Regions from separate parts of the Mus musculus genome. Here region 2 is linked to region 1. The links are chromatin contacts, called in public Hi-C maps. All regions are on one chromosome and are shown on one strand. Each heading gives the region's core, a stretch centred on a gene start, on an enhancer-like site or on the middle of the called end of the contact. The rest is flanking DNA. Distances are from core to core; before and after follow the strand shown.

Evidence for each region. Hi-C and Micro-C count contacts between places; a contact is called where the count stands out from the background.
Region 2: a Hi-C map of CD8 T cells shows a contact between it and region 1, with 3 times the contacts expected there. The contact joins the enhancer-like site here to the promoter of Cln8 in region 1. A contact is called at or near these places in 2 of 39 promoter capture datasets (liver and pre-B cells), 3 of 484 Hi-C or Micro-C datasets (CD8 T cells and Th1 cells), 3 of 115 datasets of contacts at active chromatin or transcription factors (embryonic stem cells and extraembryonic endoderm stem cells) and 2 of 9 other capture datasets (adipose tissue and liver).

Annotation. Positions count from the first base shown.
Region 1 is chr8:14,885,895-14,890,487 of GRCm38.p6, forward strand. Cln8 (CLN8 transmembrane ER and ERGIC protein) reads left to right here and starts at 2,642. Exons shown (of 3, transcript NM_012000.3): 1 at 2,642-3,224.
Region 2 is chr8:14,962,686-14,967,278 of GRCm38.p6, forward strand. It overlaps Arhgef10 (Rho guanine nucleotide exchange factor (GEF) 10), which reads left to right. Exons shown (of 29, transcript NM_172751.3): 18 at 1,402-1,577. Among named protein-coding and RNA genes, the nearest start is that of Gm16350, 3.8 kb to the left of the region's middle. Within about 2 kb of position 2,711, at least 32 of the 459 cell types and tissues checked have an H3K27ac peak or open chromatin away from gene starts, as enhancers often do. A contact at or near this core is called in CD8 T cells and Th1 cells, where this site is marked.

The DNA of each region.
Region 1 (4,593 bases), core at 1,392-3,891:
GCTAAGAACTTACTTTCCTTCTAGTAAACGAACTGGCACTGTGGGGTTTGGGGAACAGTGAACAGGATTACAACCCCACCATGTAAGAACACAGGTCACAAGGAAGGGAAGAAACCTTGTCTGTACAGGACACAGAGAGTTAAGACATGTGACCGTGAACAAAGTTCCTAATCCTGTCTGAAATGCTCAGAACGCTCTAGGTCTATGGCTGGGAGAAGGGCGAAGCTGAACCCGCTTAGGCCCCCAAGTGTGTCTCGTTGCAATTTTATCATTCTTATTTGCAATATCTCTATTAAAAAAGGAGTGTTGCTAGGAATATTGAAAGCAATCTTTACATTGAATTTTTTCTGTGATCTCCCCTGCCTTTCTGTTTCTGCCTCATACACCTTTTTCTTCTGTTTTGTTTCTCTGTGTAACAGCCCTGGCTGTCCTAGAACTCTCTTTGTAAATCAGGCTGGCCTCAAACTCACAGAGATCTGCCTGCCTCTGCCTCCCAAGTGCTGGGATTAAACACATGTGCCACCAGGCCCTGCTTCACCCATCCATTTTTAAGGGCATTTTCTCTGTAAGGTGCAGGTTGATAGCCAGTCTCTCCCTAGAGACAGTGTGCATTACCCTGCACCACAAGACAAAGGCCGGGCACACTGCACACATAGTGGACAGAAGAGAAGAAGAGGAGCTTGCTGTTAACATACCATATGAGTTAGATAGATATAAGAGCCTGTGCCTCCTGGTCCCATGAATACTACTGATCTCTGGGAAATGACTCCGTGCACTGAAGTTTAGGAATCTCTCTCCCTATCTCACCCAGAGACACACCCCTTTGAGAACTCCACCACATTTGAGTCCAAAAGCAAGAATTAGATAGGAGAAATGCCTTCTTTTTTTTCTTGAGATAATATAATTACATCATTTCTCCCCTCCCTTCCTCTCACATATACCACCCCACCCCCACTCCTTCTCTCTTTCAAATACCTGGCAAGAGAATTCTTATTGTCTACCTGCTAATGCCTTGTAAGAAAAAAATAATCTGTTTATTATTTTATTTGTGTGTATTTCTGGGCATGCCACACTGAACATTAATACCCAGGACTCGCATGGTAGAAAGAGATGTCTTCTTGAAGAAACAATGAAATATCGCAATGAGTACATTTTGCTACCAGGAAATGAGGGTTAAATTAACCCCCCCCCCCACCTCCATTAAAGTCATTCCAGTTTGCCTTCTCCAAACGGCCTATGACACAGTAACAGAGGGCAACTGCCTGAGACTAACAGTCGAGGTCATAGTGCCTGGGACAGGCAACTGTAACATCTGGATGGATGAGTGAGCTGTGTGGTGTGGGAACCTGACACAAGAGAGGCTTAAGGAGGGCTTAGAGGAGACATCCAGCCAGGCTGGCCAGATGGAAACAGTGCCTGGGGTGCAAACTTGCAGGTGATGATGCAGGAACTGCGGTCAGATAGGAAAGGTGTGTTTGTAAACAGTCTAACCCAGGCTGACCTTAAAATCAACTCCTTCCCTGAAGATGACCTTTAACCCCTGACCTTCCTATCTCCACCTGGCCAAAGGTCAGTATTACTAAACGCTGTTTACACACCCAGATCTCTCTTGTTATTTTGACACAGGGTTTCAAGCAGCTTAGGGTGGTCTTGAAACTATGTTATTGCTCATACCAGCCAAGTGGAAAAACTAAGGTGCCAACCATGGACTCTGGGGTGCACCAAATATTGATGAAACCTCAGGAAAATAACAGAACTTGAACGTCGGTGTAAAATCTTTGCTGTAAAGGGACCCTTATCACAAGTCACAGGGGCACAGGGCTGAAGTCACAGCTCATTAGCCATTCTATCCATCTTGTGTGATGTTTCTCAAAGGTATTTCTGCAGGTGGCCTGGTTAACTATGTTGCAATTCCTGGGTGTTCAGAGACAATATCAGAACCAGGAGGGTGGGTATGTACAGGACGCTATTCCTTCTAGTCTTTTAAACCAGCTATCTTGTTAATTATCAAGATATGGTATGATAAAGGGCTCTAGGGAGGACTCTGTTATGTGGCCACCTGTCTGCAATCCAGGGTAGGGTGGGCAATTGCCCTGTCTAGATAAGGGCCAGGCAATTGCAAGCACCTGACTAGCAGACATTGCACAAGGAGTGCTGAGGCCAGACGTGAATCCCGAGCCAGGTTGGTTTTCCTGCTATGCTAGGTAGATGAGGGTACTAAGTGCTGATTATCTGCTCAGAGAGAGGGGACTGATTCCGCACCTCTCACCGCTACCCTACCAGCCCCGCTTGGTTAGTAGGTACATGGAATGGGTCGGGAGGTCTTTGCTCTTCTCATAATGCTGGCTCTGAATTAGCTTCGGCTCTTAGCAGGAGCACAGGGTAGCTCTGCACACGCCTCACAGCCACCTTTTCCTAAGGGACCGTAAGCCCGAACTGTACTTGTGCAGACAGGAGCTGGTTACCACCGCCTGGAAGACAATGCTGCTGTAGCAAGGGACACAGTGCGGTCCATTTTGTCGGCCTGAGCAAGTTTTTCGACTCCATGCAGTCGCCTGGAGCTCTGGCAGCACCAACCAGGAGACGCGTGCGCTTGCGTTTCACCTCTGCGCTCTGACGTCAGAGGCCTTAGGGACTTAGGAAAGAGGGAAGGGACAGGGAGTGAAGGGGTGTACGTAGGAGGGTCTTGGGGGACGGTCCACACAGAGGATCGTGGAAGGTCAGTTGGGGTGGGGGTTGAGGAATTCCTCCACTGATCCCTCCGTACCACTCTTAAGGTCCCAGCACCAACTTGAGCTACGATAGTCAAATCTAGCATAGCGCGCTGCGAACTGTGTAGCCTGCTCCAGGCACCCCCATGGCGCTGGATGGGATGATCCTACCCCAACTCGTGCCCCCCGAGTCTACCTTGGTAGCGTCCTAGGGAGGCGAGGCTTAGGGCTTCAGCAGTGCGCGTGCGCAGTGGATAGTGTTTGCTCAGCGCGCGACACTGTCGTGGGTGATTTCTCCGGTGCTAGGGGCGGGATGGCCTGAAAGCGGGGTGCCCAGCTGAGGCGGGGACACAGATGGGCGTGGGGCCCTAGTCTCCAGTGCCACTCAGCGACCGGTATTCTATCTGGCTCCGGTCACGAGGTGTGTCTACGGCTCAGGAGCTCCTGGGACAGCGAGTCTAAGCAGCTGATGGACCAAGAGGCGGCGCCCCCCTTCTGCTCACCTGAATGCAGGTGAGACGTGAAGGGCACCCTGTATACACCTGCCTGCAGCAGCGCAGTCTTTGCTTGGCCACCCGAGGAGGAAGCATTCCATTTGGTGTATAGGTCCTGGGCCACCGTGGGCGCGGGTGGACGATTCAGACTGGGTCCGACTGGATAGGTCGACCTGGGTCGCAAGAGAACTTGGGGCAGCAAAGTGATGGACCACGGTCGCTGGGCTAGGTCTGTACAGTGCTAGGGGATGAGGAACTTGAGTGTGGATCATCATGGGACCAGAGGGTGAAAGGCGATGTTGGTCAGATCTCCGCGAGGTAGGACTGGGTGGTGTCAGCACTTAGTGAAGGGGAGCGGGAATAGGAAGGACCCCTAGCTCTCAGCACACCGTGGGAGGTCCTGGGGCTAGGGTGCTGCTGCCTTAGAAAAGGGTGCCTAAGCCCTTTTAGAAGGCTTTCAGAGTCGTCGGAATGACAGAGTAGGTGGCTGCTCCTAAGTACTGTTTGAATTCATGTCGGTATCGATATTTGTTTTCTGACCGTGTTTATGTATGAAATCTGTAGCTATACACTGGACTTGTTCCCGTGTTTTGTATTTTTTTATTTAAACTTTTCTCTAGGAAGAGTGGGAAAGGCTATGATTAAGGAAACCTCAGATATTCTGAAAATATGAGATTCCACTACACCCACCCAAGCTCTGGTAGACCCGCCCTAGCCTCTAGGTGCTAGTTGTTATGGAAACAAAGCTCCTAGACCTTGAAAGCTCTCCCTGTGCTATTCAGGACCGAATCTCTTCGGATAGTGAGAATCTGGAGAATCCGGCTAGGATAGTTAGTGGATAGGTAAATAAGTCCCAGTAGTGTTTCTCTTAGGCCACTGAGAACCACGTGGGACAGGATTAGTGAGGGGCATGCCCGATGTGCTGCAAAAGGCAAAGGCAGAGTAAACAGCTGCCGTGTGTTTATTCCTTTCTGTTAATAAAAAGGAAACGTTTTATCTAGAGAAAGACTGACTCAGCATGTGCCCCCAAACCCGTGGTATTGCTTAGGGCTCTCTCGGAGGAGAACGGGTTTCAGTTCTCTATTTCCAGGCTTATACGTTTTCTTTTCAGCTTTGTTAAGCATACATGTCTTTTGGCACTGGGAAAATACTTTGGCCAGCTGCCTGTGTGTGATTTCTGAAAGTGTTAGGAGAATCCTCGTGCCTACAGTCCATCTATTGCTCTATGATATGTCAAGGAAGGGTATCAGCCAGTGTGGGAGGGTACCTGCCTTGAGTAACCAGAGAGTGCCGAGCTAAGATGTGAGAGTCAGCATGCTAGTCACGCCCAGCTTAAGGCTGGGAAGGAAAGAGTCCAGATAACCATTTGACCTCAAGGTTTATTCACT
Region 2 (4,593 bases), core at 1,461-3,960, 77 kb after region 1:
TGTCAGCCTCACAGCGACACGCTGTGTACATCGGAGAATGGGAGGGAGGCCGCATCCACGCTCTCGCCTGAACTCAGAACCTTAATAATAAAAGGACACCCATTGCAGGCTTTTGTGATTACCATCATCGTTAGTATTTATTTATTTTTATGTCTGTTTATTTATTTTGCAGTGCTGGGGGTGAAACCCAGAGCACTATTCATGACAGACAGACTCTGGGACTGAGCTGTAACCCCAGCTCTGTGAGCTGAGTTTTAAATCCTGTGGGTCCGTGGGTCTGCCGGCGGAAATCGGGTGCCATACAGGTGATCTCAGGAAGACTGGTGCTGGAGCTGGCTCTGAACAGAGTCCTCTTACTCCCTGTCACCTGGGGCCCTTTGTTGTCACATAGCTGACTCTCCAAATATACCTCTGATAGATATTTCTCCTTTGGATCTGTCCACACTTAGTCCCCATTAGTTCTTTCCCTCAGTTTGGCGTGAGAACGGTTCCTTGGCGCTTAGCTACTGAGCTAAGCTGAGGAGATCTGGGAGGGCAGGATCCTCTAGGGTAGGTAGCATGGAAGAGAACCCATCTTGTATTAAATGCAGTATCCTCCGTGTTTAACGCTGCACCCTTGGTGCTTTCTCGGATAGCATGGGTTGCTGTGGAGCCAGCGCCCTTAGCTGGCGAGCAGCTTCTGCTGGCATCACCTGACACTTTATTGCCACCATGGCTCTTGTGAGTAGGGGGTCACCTTTCTCCCACTACCACAGGATTTGGGCAGAGGATATGTGGGGTGACTCTTGAGAGCCAGAGTCACTCCACTCACCAAGCCTCTGACTTGTGGTCAGCAAATGAAGGACGGTGACCACGAGGGTCAGGGTGGCCAGGCAGAGGCTGTGTGCAAGGCTGTCGCTGTGTGTGCGCATAATTACATGAGTTGCAGGCTGAGCAGCTCCTCTGATCACAGGTGTGTGCGTTTCTCTGTGTCCATGTTCCACGTTATGGTAAAAGAAGAGAAGCCTTAGGTTTTTGTTTCACCTCTGTGTACTCGGCCAGTGCTTTAGTCGTGGAGTGTGAGCTGTGACTTGAGTTTATTGATGTGGTTATAAAGTAACTGCATAGGAATAAGGGGGAAGCTGGAGTCAGATCAGAGAACGTCTCTGCACACTTGGGATAGTTTATCCAGAATCCTCGGACCCTGTGGCCATGAGTTCACAGGTCTTGGTGGAATTGTAGAGGATTTCCCCTGCCCTTCCTGCTGGAGGTCTTAGCTGGAGCCAGTGACTGCTGTTTGCATGAGGATTCCGAGTGCCATGACAACTAGACGGCTGCTCCAGGCTGCGTGAGGGACCGGAGGCGGCATGGGAGCTTGGTCCTGTGGTAATCCATAAAGTGACAGGCTTCTGTTTGCTCTAGGAACTCACATGAAAGCCATGCCGTGATGAGCCAGAGGTACCTGCTCAAGTGGAGTGTCCCTCTAGGTCACGTGGATGTGATTCAGTACAATGGAGGCTCTGGCGCCGGGGAGCACTGTCGGCACCACGCTGCACACTCACCTGAGAGCCTGGCCGTGGTGGCCAACGCGAAGCCACGTAAGTGACAGCCCTGCAAGCCTGGCCCCAGTTCCCCACTGGAACTGGGATGGCGCGTCTGTTGGGACAGCTCAGTCTGTCAGTCTGTCTGTCTTGACATGGCAGAGCCCGGTGTCTGCGCCTCATTGGTCGAAGGTGGTATGGGAAGACCACAGGCAGGCTCTGCTCTCTGCTGCCTGTCTCCGCTTTTCCTTGGTTCTCCACAATGAGCTCATGTGTGTGGCCTTCACAGTGAGGTGGGAGAGATGGCAGTGCTGTGGGTGACTCAGCACTGCACAGTGGAGGGACAGCAGTGCTGTGGGTGACTCAGCACTGCACAGTGGTTGGAATTGCTATCACTGGTCACCATTTGGCCTAGAGATTTTGATCTGAGAGCAGGAGCCATTGCCATTTCCCCTCTGCCTGTTTAAACGGGAAGAAAGACTAGCTAGTCCATCGGTGACCTCTGCTTCCGATTAAACCCATGAACGGGAACGCTCCATAAACCTTAACAAGCGTTAACCTTCAGGTTAATTTGTTTCTGACACACTCAGAAGCACGAAAGCCTACACTTAAACTCGCTCAGCCTTTTGGTTGGACATGAGCATTTAGGAAAAATCCTTTCTGCTCCTCTAATTCCTAGAATGTTAGGCCATTCAGCTCAGTCATTGCCTAGTAGGTCGGCTCTCTGAACACAGTATTGGTCACCGCCTAGTAGGCTAGCTCTTTGAACACAGTATTGGTCACCGCCTAGTAGGCTAGCTCTTTGAACACAGTATTGGTCACCGCCTAGTAGGCTAGCTCTTTGAACACAGTATCAGCTATTAGACTCTTGAATTTGCCCCCACTTAAAGCAAGATGCACCTTTATCTAGACTCTGAGCTAGAACTGAAATACCACGGGGCAGCCTAGAGCATCCCAGTGGATCGCAGGGAGATGAGCAGCAAGAGGAGGGAGGGAAGAATGGAGGGAGGGGACACACAGGAAGGGAATGTCTTTCCAAATTGTCACAATTCATTGCAATTGTATCCAAGGGGAAACTGAATATCTTTCTATGCGCCGTTAGAACACCCATTAAATTACTCAGGAGTGTCTATTGCAGGTTGTGTTGGGCCTCTGTGAACAGTGATGACTGTTTATACTGCAGTCAGTCCTAAAGTGTGTTTGTAGCCAGGGTTGATCCTCAGTATCCAGACAGCCACTGATGACTCTGATCCAGAGTAGACGCACAGACTTACATTTTTTTTAAAAGCATCTTTCTGTTGGTGACTTGTACTAGGCAAATGGAGAATGGGGTTAGGATCAGTAAGAAACCTTAAGAAAAAATACAAAGCAGGATGGCTTGACCAACTCCCGTGGAAGGAAAAACCGGAAAAGGATTCGTTCTCTTGGAGGCCTGTGTGCTGCTGTGACCTTTGCATCCCAATTTCTGTGCAAAGCTGAGTCATCCCGGACAACCACCACCTCTCCCATAGCACTGTGAAGGCCACAGCAGGTGCTAACCACAGGAAAGTGGGGGAAAGAGGAGCCAGCCAGCGAAGCAGAGCAGAACAGAGCCGGGCTTGCCCACTGTCTGAGGGTGAGGTGTGGGGTTAGAGGCTGAGTGTGGAGCAGCTCAGAGGAGCTACTCCCCAGGAGAGGGGTGCTGTCCTCACGCTGAGCTCAGAAGCATTGCTGTATGTCCTGTTAAGAAGAACCTGTTCAGGCGCCAATCTGTAGTTGCAAGCCGCCCGCGACCTACATGAACTGGGTACTCCTGGAAGGCAGGCTTAGGGTGAAAGAGAGACTAGACGGCGAGAGAAATAATGAAGCCAAGACAAATTTTCTCTGATCAAGGCCCGTGAGTTTACTAAGAGACTGTGCTTAAAAGGGAGAAGCCCCCCCCCCCACCCGCCCCTCCCCCTCCCCGGCCAGTCCATCCTTGGTGACTGTAGCTGCCAGCCCGGAAGACCCAGCGCAACATGGATGTCTCAAAGGTGTCTCAGCAGGCAGCAGGATCTCAGAGAAGAGCAGGGCAGTTGACACCTCAAAAGAAGCCAGCCAAGGCGGAAAGCTGCACGGCAGGTGGCCCCACCTCAGTGATGACAAGGTCTGCACCAGCCCACTACAATGTGGGGAGTCCTGGAGACCTGCAGACCACACTTTGCAGGCCGATGCTGATCTCCTGTCTTTAAGGAAGCTCAGAGATTACCTCAGGGAATGGCAGCTTCTGACAGCAGCTTTTCACACTCTTCAGCAGCGAGGCAGTTGTTCCGCCTTCTAGAAGTTTGCTCTGCTTCTCACTGTGGGTGCGCCCATGCCTTGGCATGACGCGTATCATTGTCCTGCTGCTGATATTGGTGGAGTGCCATGCCCTTTGAGGTGGTGACTTGGTGGGCATGTGACTTCATCTGTTAATGTCTCCCTTGATTAGCCTTTCCTCATCCCCCCGCTTTACAGCATGCCTTACAGATGGGATCCGCAGGACGAATTAAGGGCCCTGCCATCCCCAGGGGGCATTTCAGTTTAATGATGTGGTATTGTTGTTCATGTTTATTTATTATGAGCCTGTGATGAACCAAGTGCTGGGTCCTGCGAGCTGCCAGTGAATGTGGCACAGGCCAGGCTATCCTGAAGAAATTTAGGAGCAGACCTTCTGATGCACAGACAGTGTGCACTGTGTAGCACATCCCATAATGGAGATAAAGGGGAGACTGTGTTCTCAGAAACAGTGTCTTTTAAGAACTGTCTTCCGGAAGGACAGAGGGTTCTGCAGATTGAGGTGGGCACCCTGACTCACCCTTGCATGTGTGCCCTTGGCTGGTGACCCATTTGCAGCTGTACTGGCCTGGGTACTCCTGAAGGAGCCATGGTTGCGGGGTGACTGCAGAAGTCCAGCCAGCCAGCCCTGGGGTCCATGGGAGACTAGCCCTGGGTTGCCCCTTCTGTCTTAGGAACACGGAACTGGAGAAGGCCCCTGCTATCTCTTGTTGCTTGAGATGCAGTGAGTCCCGCATCTGAGAGGCATACACAGCAGGGATGACTAAATCCTTTTTTT